2 separate regions of the Mus musculus genome follow, and region 1 is linked to region 2. Evidence: chromatin contacts called from public HiChIP or PLAC-seq data. All regions are on one chromosome and are shown on one strand. The core of a region is the stretch at or near the end of the contact, and the rest is flanking DNA. Distances in the headings are between cores, read along the strand shown.

The links. HiChIP or PLAC-seq counts read pairs in DNA pulled down with a chosen protein or histone mark.
Region 1: a contact with region 2 is called in an H3K4me3 HiChIP or PLAC-seq map of embryonic midbrain, with 2.6 times the contacts expected there. The contact joins two enhancer-like sites. A contact is called at or near these places in 3 of 39 promoter capture datasets (the C10 cell line, the HPC-7 cell line and embryonic stem cells), 25 of 115 datasets of contacts at active chromatin or transcription factors (the NIH/3T3 cell line, SST interneurons, acute myeloid leukemia and 18 more) and 3 of 9 other capture datasets (adipose tissue, liver and pancreatic islet).

What each region holds. Positions count from the first base shown.
Region 1 is chr1:135,151,063-135,157,007 of GRCm38.p6, reverse strand. It overlaps Arl8a (ADP-ribosylation factor-like 8A), which reads right to left. Exons shown (of 7, transcript NM_026823.2): 2 at 4,457-4,537; 3 at 4,142-4,215; 4 at 2,739-2,832; 5 at 2,533-2,600; 6 at 2,225-2,295; 7 at 740-1,786. The coding sequence ends at 1,737. Among named protein-coding and RNA genes, the nearest start is that of Arl8a, 7.2 kb to the right of the region's middle. Within about 2 kb of position 2,412, at least 114 of the 459 cell types and tissues checked have an H3K27ac peak or open chromatin away from gene starts, as enhancers often do. A contact at or near this core is called in SST interneurons, forebrain and pancreatic islet, where this site is marked.
Region 2 is chr1:134,985,279-134,991,200 of GRCm38.p6, reverse strand. It overlaps Lgr6 (leucine-rich repeat-containing G protein-coupled receptor 6), which reads left to right. Exons shown (of 18, transcript NM_001033409.3): 17 at 516-596; 18 at 3,010-4,848. The coding sequence ends at 4,265. Among named protein-coding and RNA genes, the nearest start is that of Ube2t, 26 kb to the right of the region's middle. Within about 2 kb of position 3,435, at least 128 of the 459 cell types and tissues checked have an H3K27ac peak or open chromatin away from gene starts, as enhancers often do. A contact at or near this core is called in SST interneurons, forebrain and pancreatic islet, where this site is marked.

The DNA of each region.
Region 1 (5,945 bases), core at 1,163-3,662, 170 kb before region 2:
GAGATCGAGGGTCAGTATAAAACTAGCTGTGGTTGGATTCACATTGGATCAAGGAGGGCCCACAAGAACTGAGGCTGTGAGCTCCAGCTAGACAGGCAGGGTAGGAATTCTATCCATCGAGTTAACAAATGGTTGGGTCCTTTTCTTAGATTTTTGGTTGTGAGCCTAGCCTTTAACGGCTGAGCCATCTCTCCAGCCCTGGTTGGGTCCTTTCCAAGAGACCAATAGCATGGACAGCAAGGATGACAAAGGAAGACTCTGCAGGCCCAGTATACCCCTGAGGACATTTGATTTCTTCTTGGTGGGCACTGAGTGTGATGAGAGGATGCAGAGTTCTGTTCTGGCTCCACTCTGGCTATATGGGAACAAGCAGGTGTAGACTGAGAGGGGGCCATGAGCTTAAGTGTTTATGATGGAGAGCAATTCAGTTTGAATGCCACATGAAAGGCCCAGGTCTGGGCAGCTCCTCTAACAGACCTGCTTAGTGCCACTTGGCAGCTGTCAGCGTACAGGAGTGAGAAGCAGACAACAAGCAGGGCCCAGAAACACGTGTGGGCTGCTGTCCCAGTGTGAGCACACGTGATAGGCCACTGTGTTTCCAGAGAGCGTGAGTATGTGTTCCCTGTAGGTGTGGCACCCTGTGGTCATCCCTGTGTATGATGTGTAGTGGTGCTCATGCCCCTGTGGGTCCGCTGGTCGGTGATATCTGTGGGAAACAACCAGCACCATACACACCCCCCAACACAAAATTGGTAATTTATTGTTGTCATTATTAGGAGGCAAAAAAAAAAATGTACAGTTACAAGGATCGTTTTCCAAACAGAGGTTAAATATGAGCTGAAAACTGTAAAAAGGAAGAGGAACATCACTTTACAAATTATTAAATTAAACAAACAAACAAACAAACAAACAAAACCAAAGAACCAACCCTCCCATGCTGAGTTCTCTCCTTGTACAACTCTGTGAAATGAGAACAGAAAATGAGATGGGCCGTGGAGGTGGGGACCCTGGGTAGGGGCAGGACCTGGGGCCAGGAACAGTGACAGTGGGGGTTGCTGGGACGACATGGACCCTGGTCCTCCCTCTTAGACCTGGTTGTACCTGGTGGCCCTATCAAGGCTGGGGACAGAAAAGGAGGCTCCTGCTGGCCTTCAAATTCAGGTCCTCCACTGGGAGACAGAGATACTTTACAGGACATGGGGACAACCACTGCCCTATGTGGCAGTCTCCCCTCTTCTGCATATGAACTTGCCCCACATCGACCCTGCATCTCTCTCTGCCTTTCCAGTTTGCCCCTCCCAGGTCCCGATTGGCCCCTGCAGCATCAAATGGTTGATCTTAGTCTTTGCTTAAATTAAAAAATTAAAATATATATACATATATATACTGTACACACAGGACAATAACAGAGTGTTGAAAGGGGAAGAGGAGGGTGGGGCAGAGAGTGAGGAGAGGGCTTGCGGGGCCAGGGCTGTTGACAGGGAGGGGAGTGGGGTAGCTGAAGGGAAAAAGAGAGCAAGGGAGAGAGGTTAGGGGACCAGACTTGGGGAGAGGGCAATTATTTTACAATAAAAACAGGAGTTGAAACCTCAGCAGAATAGGGCTCTAGGAGCCCCAGAGGGCCCTCCCCACACTGGGTGAGGAGGAGTGGGCTTAGGGAGAGACAACAGGGTGGGCGGGGAGCTCGGCTTCAGGTTAGGTGACTGTGGTCCCTAGTCAGAAGAAGAGCCACAGTCTCAGCTTCTCCGTGACTTTGAGTGTTGAATAAGCCACTGTAGGGTGATGTCTGAGGGGAGACAAGAGAGAAAGTTGTAAGGCCTCCCTGTGTGAGAAGGGCCTGGGAGGTATGAACAGTTAAGCCAGGTTCCTGCAATGGCAGCCTGGATCAAGCTTAGAGCTGTGACCCCACCCCCCCCCACCCCCCACCCCCAGCTCCACCCCCCCCCACCCCCACCCCCCGCACCAAAAGCTCCAAGCTAGTGATATAAAAGACACAAAGCCACAGCTAGCAAAGAAGGGACTGGAATACCTGCTCTAACCAATCTCAGAAGTGGAAGAGGGGGCAGGGCTAGGGTAACACCCAGAACTGGGGCCTCCTAGCTGCCTGCTGCACCCAAGGACAAAGTGGCTCGGTATGGACTTCCCAGATACCGCATCAGAAGTATCTTTCCCTTCAGCCCAGCCACTCCTGGCAGAGTGCCAGCAACTTCCCCAAGCCACGCACCTATGTTGTCCTTCTCTTTGCAGGATATGGAGTAGCAGCAGATCTCTCGGTCCTGGATAGCAGACAGGTTCCTGCGGGAAGACCAGAGAGGAGTCAGCGGATGCTGGAGCAGTTAAGGGACCAGGGAAGGGCAGGGTGTTTTTCTCAGTAAAAGGTCTACAAGAGGAGGGCGAGGCTTCTGGGAAAGATACGTTCTGCTGCCACCATGTGGTAAACACCAAGAACAGCAACAAGCCCAGCCCAGAAGCCTTCGGCAGCTGGGGAATTTGGGGGAGCTGAAGCACACAAAGAAAGGCCACTCAGCTCACATTTTCTCGATTAGCTCCTTCTCATCTAGCGCTCCGGCGAGGTCTCGCTTGTTACCAAGGACTAAGACCTATACAGGAAGCAAGCCGGGGAGAGTTAGAGCAAGGATACCTGGGTACCTCGGCTGTACGGCGCTCCCCCCCTCCCCCGCCCCCGCCCCGTGATTTCTGATCAGCTCCCTCTCCCACCCGCTCCATCTCCAGCTGACCGGGATGCCTTGTAGCTGTGGCTTGTCTAGCAGGTTGTGGAGCTCATTCTTGGAGGCCTCGATCTTCTCCTGATCCGCAGCATCCACCATATACCTGGGGAAGGCAGTGAGGGATACCGTGGGTTGAGGCACACAGGAAGAGGAGCTGCTGAGGGGAAGAAGGCCTCCAGTTCCAGCCTGGTCGCCTCTGGAGAAATGGACTACCCTGGTCTGACTCAGAGAACACTTTCCCAAACATAGGTGTGAAGCACTGCAGGCTCAGTCCTCTGTGGAACTGGAGCCTGTAGGATTAGCTGTGAGTCGGGCCCAAAGTGACCCATTTACATTTTCATGGAAAGCCTAGATAGGACCAGAGTAGAAAAGGAAAGGCCTCCCTACCAAGGGACAGGGTACAATGCTATTTTCTTTTTCTTTCTTTCTTTCCTTCCTTCCTTTTTTCTTTTCTTTTCTTTTTTTTTTTTTTGAGACAGGGTTTTTTTTCTCTGTGTAGCCCTGGCTGTCCTGGAACTATGTAGATCAGGCTAGCCACCAACTCAAGAGATCAGCCTACCTCTGCCACCTGCGTGCTGGGATTAAAGGCATGTGCCAGCTACCACCACCTGGCTACAATGCTTGTATAAAAACTCAGGTTTAAGCTGATCAGGAGGCAGAGACAGGTAGATCTCTTGTGAGTTCAAGGCCAGCCTGGTCTACAGAGCGAGTTCCAAGACAGCCAAGACCACACAGAAGAACCCTGTCTGAAAAACAAAACAAAACAAAATATACCAAAAAAAAAAAAAAGTTTAAACTGGGAATGGTATGCATGCATTTAATCCTAGCACGTGAGAGGGGGAAGTCTATGAGTTAGAGGGCAGCATGGTCTTTCTATATAGTGAGATCCAGGCCAGACGGGTCTACATAGTTAGATCCTGTCTCAAAAAACAAAAAGACAAAACACTGTTTATTCTATTAAGAAAACTAAACTGGGCATACTTTTTTTTATTTGTGTGTGTATGTGAGGTGGGGGGAGGGGGGCTGGAGTTGAATCCAGAGTGTGTGTGAGACTGGAGTTGAACCCAGAGCCTTATATATGCTAGAGCTTTCAGACCAAGTTACATCCCTTGTCTGGATAAAATTAACAGGCAAAGGAAGGAGTCACTTAAACTACCCAAAATTCAAGACATGGTGATTTGGATTGGGAGAGACACTGTAGGCTGGCTGATCAGATCTGTATATATATTACAATTTTCTTTTTTAAAAAAATATAAATTCTTTTTTAAAAATATATATATATTCAAATAAACAGTATGCAAAATAATAAAAGCAGGCCACGTCCAGGCAGCAGGCATTAACAGGGACCATGTGTGTGGTTCTGCATCAGGCCTGATGGCTTGCAGGCGGGAGGGTGGGGAGACCCTACTTACACAATGGCGCTCACTCCTCTGCAGTAGCGTTCCCACATGCTTCGGAAACGGGGCTGCCCCCCAATGTCCCAGAGCTGAGAGAGAAGAGGATAGGGAGAAGGTGGCCTCAGGAGCAGGCAGACAACTGAAAGCCATTGGGTTCTTAGCTTCCCTTCTGCAGTCTCCCCCCACCCTAAGGTCACAGCTCCTTCCCCCTCCTACGTCTACAGTGCCTATCTTCAGCTCCCTTTCCCCAGTCCTCCAGCAGCCCAGCCGGTTGCCACCCTCCCCTCCCCTGGCTGGCACTTCCCAGGTGCCGCTGTCGCCCTCCCTCACCTTGATGGTCACATTCCCTTTGGTGATTTTTCGCATGTTGAAACCCACAGTGGGGATCATGTCCTCATTGAACTGTCCTGACTAGAGAGAAGAGAGCCAGGATTGGAAAAGATGCAAACATTGTCAGGACCCAGATGTGATGGCCCTCCCTGGTGGGTCCAGAGCAAGAGGTTGCAGGGCGACTTTTAGGTGACCTCAGATTTCCTCTTGAATGTCTTCTGCTTTCAGGGAGCATGGATGTCATCAACTTACATGCCGTCCACATCTGGAGGTCTATGGGGAAGAGGTCACTAGCTAGCCCTTAGGTAATCTCAGGGTCTCTCAGTCTAGACAGGGAGAAAGCTATTCCCAAGGTCTAACCTACAGTTCTTGTTAAAAGAAGCCCCTTTACTTAGTCTCCAGTTGAGTTAGAATACATTACTTCTCAGGAAAAGAGGCTCACCACAAGAGACATGGCCAGGAAAGCAGAGATTATCAAAGTAGTAGTAAAATGTTTTTTAAAAATGAGGAGCCGGGCAGTGGTGGCGCACACCCTTAATCCCAGCACTTGGGAGGCAGAGGCAGGTGGATCTCTGTGAGGCCATCCTGGTCTACATAGGGAGATCTAGGACAGCCTTGGCTACATAAATAGACTATGTCTGAATAGGTGGGTTGGGACTAAATTCACCACCCACAAAATGCAACACATATTAGTATTCATCTGTTATCCTCTACCATGGATAATCCACAGCCTATTATTTACCTACATGTGTGTCTCCTCTCTGGGCTGAGAGCTTTCTGGGGGAGAGGAGCCAGGTCTAGAGTAACAGTGTTAATGTTTACAGAATGAGCTGAGAATAATTCCAGCTCCCATAATTCCTTTCAATGTCTGGTATTTTTCTCTCCCTGCATTCATTGTGTTTGAAATCTCTGGGTTAATCTAAAGTAGACACAGGCTTCAAATAAGGCCAGCCCTAACTCCTCCCAGGTCACCTTCCCGTCACGGTCACAGGTGGGAGCAGGAGAGACAGATGGAGGCCACACAGGAGAGGGTTGATGTACCTGGAAGCTGAGGGTGATGATCGTGTGCCTGTACCACAGCTTTTTGTCTCCTACCAGGTAGTAGACTACTTTGCTTGAGTCCCATACAGAGACCAGGGGCTCTGACCACTAGACAAAGAGCAGGAGATGATCAGTTCTCAGTCAGTGCCTGGAAGCCTCAGTGACGTGCTCCAGGTGTACCAGATGAGCGAGCCACTCCCCTGCCTCTGAAGGCCCAATGCCCAGTGACAAGGAATAGCAGGGAATCCTCATCTGAGAACTGCAGCTGGATTTTGAAAGTCCTCTGAGCCCCCTGGATGTACAGTCATCCACAGGGGTGGGTCCAGGGCCTGCCTCACAGCTCCTCATGGAGATGGCATAGCAATGTTCTGCAGGGTTCCTAAAACCCCCGAATTCAGGTGGAGGGGGAAGAATTAAGAGTTCAAGGTCAGCCTCAGCTAAATAGTAA
Region 2 (5,922 bases), core at 2,186-4,685:
AATCCACCTGCCTCAGCCTCCCCAGTGCTGGGACTCAAGGCATGTACCACTTTCTCCCAGTTTCCAACATTCTTCTTCATGTGCGGTGTTCATAATAGGACATGGAACAGCAATGATAGGCTAGCTCGAGGAGGAACTATGTAACCACGGGACAGTTTGAAGAAGAACTGTGTCATCACTAGCTCTCTTTATTAGATCAGCCACGAGCCACACTCTGTGTAGCACTCATGGGCTAAAGATGACTAGGCACAAGGAAATGCAGAATAGCGGAGAGTGAAATGTCCCTTGCAGAGAACTAGATGTATACAATACCCGCAAGTGGAGAACATGTAGCTGTCCAAATGCTGGCACCCAAGAGTAGAAATAGCAGGGCTGTTGAATAAGCAGTGTTGAACAGTTAGATAGAGAGATAGCAGCTTAAATAAAAGACATTAACTTTTGTCAGTTAAAAGTGGAGCTTTAATGGCAGACACAGACACCCAGAACTCTAGACATATTCTGTCTTCCCTTCTTAGATGACCTAGACCTGGATGAGCTCCAGATGGGGACAGAGGACTCAAAGCCACACCCCAGTGTCCAGTGCAGCCCTGTTCCAGGTGAGATGGAGCTGGAGGGCTGGGGGGCTGGGGAGCAGACACCCGATTGCCTGGGTGAGAAACCACTTTAGCGTGTCTACAGTCTATGTTGCAGATATTTTCTTTGCCCAAAGCTCAACCTGCGGGGGTGAGGTGGGGTATAATCCCTGTCAGGAGGGGTTGGAATTTTTTTCTCTTGGTGTCTATACAGGGGAAGCAGCAGGGTTGGGAAAGGTCAAGCAGCCTTCCCAATTCAGCCAAATCAAAGGTTATGCATCTAGGAGTAAGTTGTTCTCATGGGAGAGAGAAGAAGAGAAGTGAGGGATGTCTTGATGTCATTGCTGGGGCTACTTTTTGAGCATGCCCTCAAACACACACACATACCACAGACTCATAGGGCCAGGAGAAGCTCTGAAAGATCACCTGCTCTATCCCGAGAAGAGTGAAATCTCTTTACTAACGTCTTCTAGAGTGGAACAATTTTGGATAATTCCTAAAGTACTTCCTTAGAGCCAGGAAAGCCTCCTCTGGAGTCTAACCTGGGGCCATGAGAGCCAGGTTGCTGGAAAGAAAGGGGAGGGGCTCTTTTTTCTTGATGCCAAACAACCTAAGTTTTTCATTTGTTCGATTTTAAGTGAGTAGAGTCCCTTCCCTGTGTATAAAATGTGAACGGAGCCAGGAATGGTAGTGTGTGCCTTTAATCCCAGTACTCAGGACACAGAGGCACACAGATCTCTAAGTTTGAGGCCAGCCTGGTCTACGTCTCGAGTTCCAGGACATCCAGAGCTACATAGTGGGGACCTGTCTCAAAAAAGCCAAACCAAAACATTAAAACACCAGCAGGCCATGCCAGAAGACAGCACAGTGCTGTGTGGGCCAAGAGATGTTCAAAATAAACACAAAATTACAAACAGTTAGCTGTTTTTATTTCATCCCACCTTCGTTTTCCAGATTTCCAGATTTCTTTGGCTTAAAACCTTTCTTTGCCCAGAAAGCTTTCAGCCTTGACCTTGCTTCTGACAAGCTTTTAGCGCTTAGCGGCAAAGTGCACCCTCTAGTGGTGGATGAGGGAAAGAAGCAGACGTGTATTTTGCTAGGAAACCGGTGCTTCAGTGGCTCTGCCTCGAGAATTTCATGTCTGAAAATCAGCAACAAACAAGGATGAGGTGAAAGAGAAAGTTCTGGAAAACAAGGTCCAACTTGAACTTGCTTTTAAAATAGCTCACACAAATTGTCAGATAAATTGATGCGGAATAGTTATACAGCCATTAAAAATATGTGGGGTCTTTTTTTGTTTTGTTTTGTTTTGTTTTTTGAGATTGTAAGGGAGCATGCAAAGCTTAATTTAAGGAGAATAAAATCCCAACTTATTTTAAATATATATATAAAACCTAAAAGGAAATATGCCAAAATAAGGAGTTCTATTTGAGAGGTGAGGCCATACAGTTTAAATTTTGCCATGCTATATTTTCAAATTTCCACCTATTATTTCATAATCAGAAAAATGTTTTCTAAAATAGCTCCCACAGAAATCTGTTAAATTCCCCAGCCACCTAGCAATACATTGAAAAACAAGTCTAGAGCCAAAGGAAATGAAGAAATACTATGCCCAAAAGTTACAAGGTGACTTAAGAATAGCATTGGGGAAAGAGATGGAAAGACGCCAGGATCTGACCAATCTACTCTGGGGTCCAGTTGGAAAATTTGAGAAGTTCAAAGTATTTTTTCTTTGTTTTTAGTTAGGGTCTCACTATCATCTCAGGCTAGCCTCACACACATCCCCTCCTGCCTCAGCTCCCTAAGTGTTGAGATTATAGATGGGAACTGCTATACTTGGCAAAGTTTTCTATATTTCGATTATGCCCTTTGTCTTCCAAATACTGATTGCACGATAAACATGAAGTGTACTCAAAGCAAGGGAGAACCAGCCTAATAAGTCTACTCAGGACTTCTCGACCAACCGTGGAAATGTCAATGATGGCTTGGGCAGAGTCACCACCATAAAGTAGTTGACTCTGGACAGCGCCTCACTCTGCCTTTGCTCTCGCCTGAACGTCTCTTCGCTTCTGTCGGACAGTTTGTTCCTTCTATCTCTCCAAATCGTGTTCCTTTAGGAAGACTAAATTTCTTAGCATTTCCTCGGGTCTGGGTTTGCACTGCATCACGCATCTATTTCTGTGTATTTTTCTTCCCAGCTTCCTCTTAGTTCTCCCACCCCATTTTCGGGAGGTTTTTTTTTTTTTTTTTTCCTTTCGGGAGGTTTTTGTTTTGTTTTTGTTTTTTCGAGTTTTCAAGTCTCTATTTCTGAGACAGAAATTCTCTCCTGTTGGTCTCCTTTGAGTTAGGAGTTGTCTGATCATGGCTTTACCAGTGAGCTGGGTTCTGGCAGCTCTGGCTCTGGGCTTACATCTATCTCTGCTCCTCTCTCACACAGGCCCCTTCAAGCCCTGCGAGCACCTCTTTGAGAGCTGGGGCATCCGCCTTGCTGTGTGGGCCATCGTGTTACTCTCCGTACTCTGTAACGGGCTGGTGCTGCTGACAGTCTTTGCCAGCGGACCCAGCCCGCTGTCCCCCGTCAAGCTTGTGGTGGGTGCGATGGCAGGCGCCAACGCCCTGTCGGGCATTTCCTGTGGTCTCCTGGCCTCGGTGGACGCCTTGACCTATGGTCAGTTCGCTGAGTATGGAGCCCGCTGGGAGAGCGGTCTGGGCTGCCAGGCTACGGGCTTCCTGGCTGTCCTGGGTTCAGAGGCGTCGGTGCTGCTGCTCACACTGGCGGCCGTGCAGTGCAGCATCTCCGTGACCTGCGTCCGAGCCTACGGGAAGGCGCCGTCGCCTGGCAGCGTCCGCGCAGGCGCACTGGGATGCCTGGCGCTGGCCGGGCTGGCCGCAGCACTGCCGCTGGCCTCGGTGGGAGAGTATGGCGCCTCCCCACTCTGCCTGCCCTACGCCCCACCCGAGGGCCGGCCGGCTGCCCTGGGCTTCGCTGTAGCCCTGGTGATGATGAACTCGCTCTGCTTCCTGGTGGTGGCCGGCGCCTACATCAAGCTCTACTGTGACCTGCCACGGGGTGACTTTGAGGCCGTGTGGGACTGCGCCATGGTGCGCCACGTGGCCTGGCTCATCTTTGCAGATGGCCTCCTCTACTGCCCCGTGGCCTTCCTCAGCTTTGCCTCTATGCTGGGCCTCTTCCCTGTCACCCCCGAGGCTGTCAAGTCAGTCCTTCTGGTGGTGCTGCCTCTGCCTGCCTGCCTCAACCCACTGCTCTACCTGCTCTTCAACCCTCACTTCCGGGATGACCTTCGGCGGCTCTGGCCAAGCCCTCGGTCCCCAGGGCCCCTAGCCTACGCTGCAGCCGGTGAGCTGGAGAAGAGCTCCTGCGACTCCACCCAAGCGCTGGTGGCTTTCTCAGATGTGGATCTTATTCTGGAAGCTTCTGAGGCTGGGCAGCCTCCTGGGCTAGAGACCTATGGCTTCCCTTCAGTGACCCTCATCTCCCGACATCAGCCGGGGGCTACCAGGCTGGAGGGAAACCATTTTGTAGAGTCTGATGGAACCAAGTTTGGGAACCCACAACCTCCCATGAAGGGAGAACTGCTGCTGAAGGCAGAGGGAGCCACTTTGGCAGGCTGTGGCTCTTCCGTGGGTGGAGCCCTCTGGCCCTCTGGCTCTCTCTTTGCCTCTCACTTGTAAATATCCCTCTCTGTTTGTCCTCTTCCCGTCCAATGATGGCTGCTTATAAAAGAAAGACAACTCCAACTCCATAGCAAGATGGCCAACACCTCTGACTCCATTGTTCTCTCTCCACGACCCCTAACCAATGAGTGCTTCCAAGTCTTGCTTTGTCTTGGCCTTCAGCTTCACTTTCACCCTGGGCCTTCTCTGTCCAATCCAATACTTCTGACAGAGGCCTGGGAAATTTGCATAGGAGAAAGGAGAAAAGCAAAAGACAGTGAAGGTTATGGGGCCCTGACAGAGCCATGATCAGTAAGTGCAGAGTGATGGGGAGGTCTCACAGAGCATGACACTGGAAGACAACTACCAAAGACATTGGAGAGTCTCCCCTGTGACATATAGAATATAAAATGTGTTTTGTGTTCCATTAATCTTGACCTATGCTGTGCCAAAGTGCTTCCTGTTAAAATACACTTTGGAAGACATTGCATATTATGTCCCTTTCTTAGAGTCATGGGGTCATGTTAGTGTCTAAAAGGTCCTGAGAATTAGGACTTTTTGGCTTAATTACTACAGCAATTAAACTTAATTATTTGATGATACCTATATATTTGCTTTTCATGAAACACTTACAAATCTCTCATAGAACTTTATGGTTTTTCTCCCGGGGAATCATCTTCATACCATGGAGTACTACCCTATGACATCATAAGATGCCACCCTCTTTCAAAGCCCCTATGAAGCCAACCTGGGGTGAAGTGCCAGAGGTGACTGATGATCCGTCATCCAGGACAGATTTTGCATTCTGCTCCCCTCCCCACCTCACTTATCCTACTGGAACAGACACCTGGAGGAGCCTGCCCCATCTCCAAGGTGGGGCGGGGGGAAAGAGACCTTGATGTGTTCCCACACCACACCGACCCCAAGCAGTAATGAAATTTCTGCCCTCAGCAAGACAGGATTCTCAGGTCCTGGTAAGATATACACTGAGAAGTCTGTGGTTCTCTGGGCTTCCCCGAACTCTATGCTAACTTTGTATGGTTTTACATTGTATGCATCTCACTATGGCCTGGACCTCTCTTCTCATCCCAATCCTGTTACTGGTAGGGATGGAAAACCCAAGAGAAGGGATATTTGTATTGTGAATATTGCATTTTAGGGAGTGCTGTGGCTATCTGGGACTCCTGGATGCCCCCAACAGGCCTTTGATTCTTCTGCCTCTCTCCTCTTGATCTTTCTTACCCTCTGCTTCCCCAAGTGCAGTTGAGGTTCTATGCAGTGCCTCCGCCTCACTCCAAACACGGGAATTCAATCTCAGAGAGAGGAGGTAACAAGTGGGGAGAAGCCAAGACTCAGCAATAGACGATAATTGCTCCTGGGATTGCCCCCAACACCATTTACCTAGAAAGGACCAAGTTTGGATCCTGAAGCCCAGTGGAGCACCATTCTCTGCCTGAATCCTGTTGTGATCCCTAGCCAAGTCCTCTTTCCAAAAACTCCACCTTTAAAACAAGCTGAGAAGGCCCTTCTCTAAGTTTAATAGTTAACTTTCCATAGCTTAGCTTCTCTGCGGTCTCCTGAGTGCCCAGTGAAAATTCTGCCATAGGTCAACAAGTGAGGTGGAGAGATGAGTCAGAGGCCATGCATGGAGCTCAGAACATTTCCAAACCTCCTG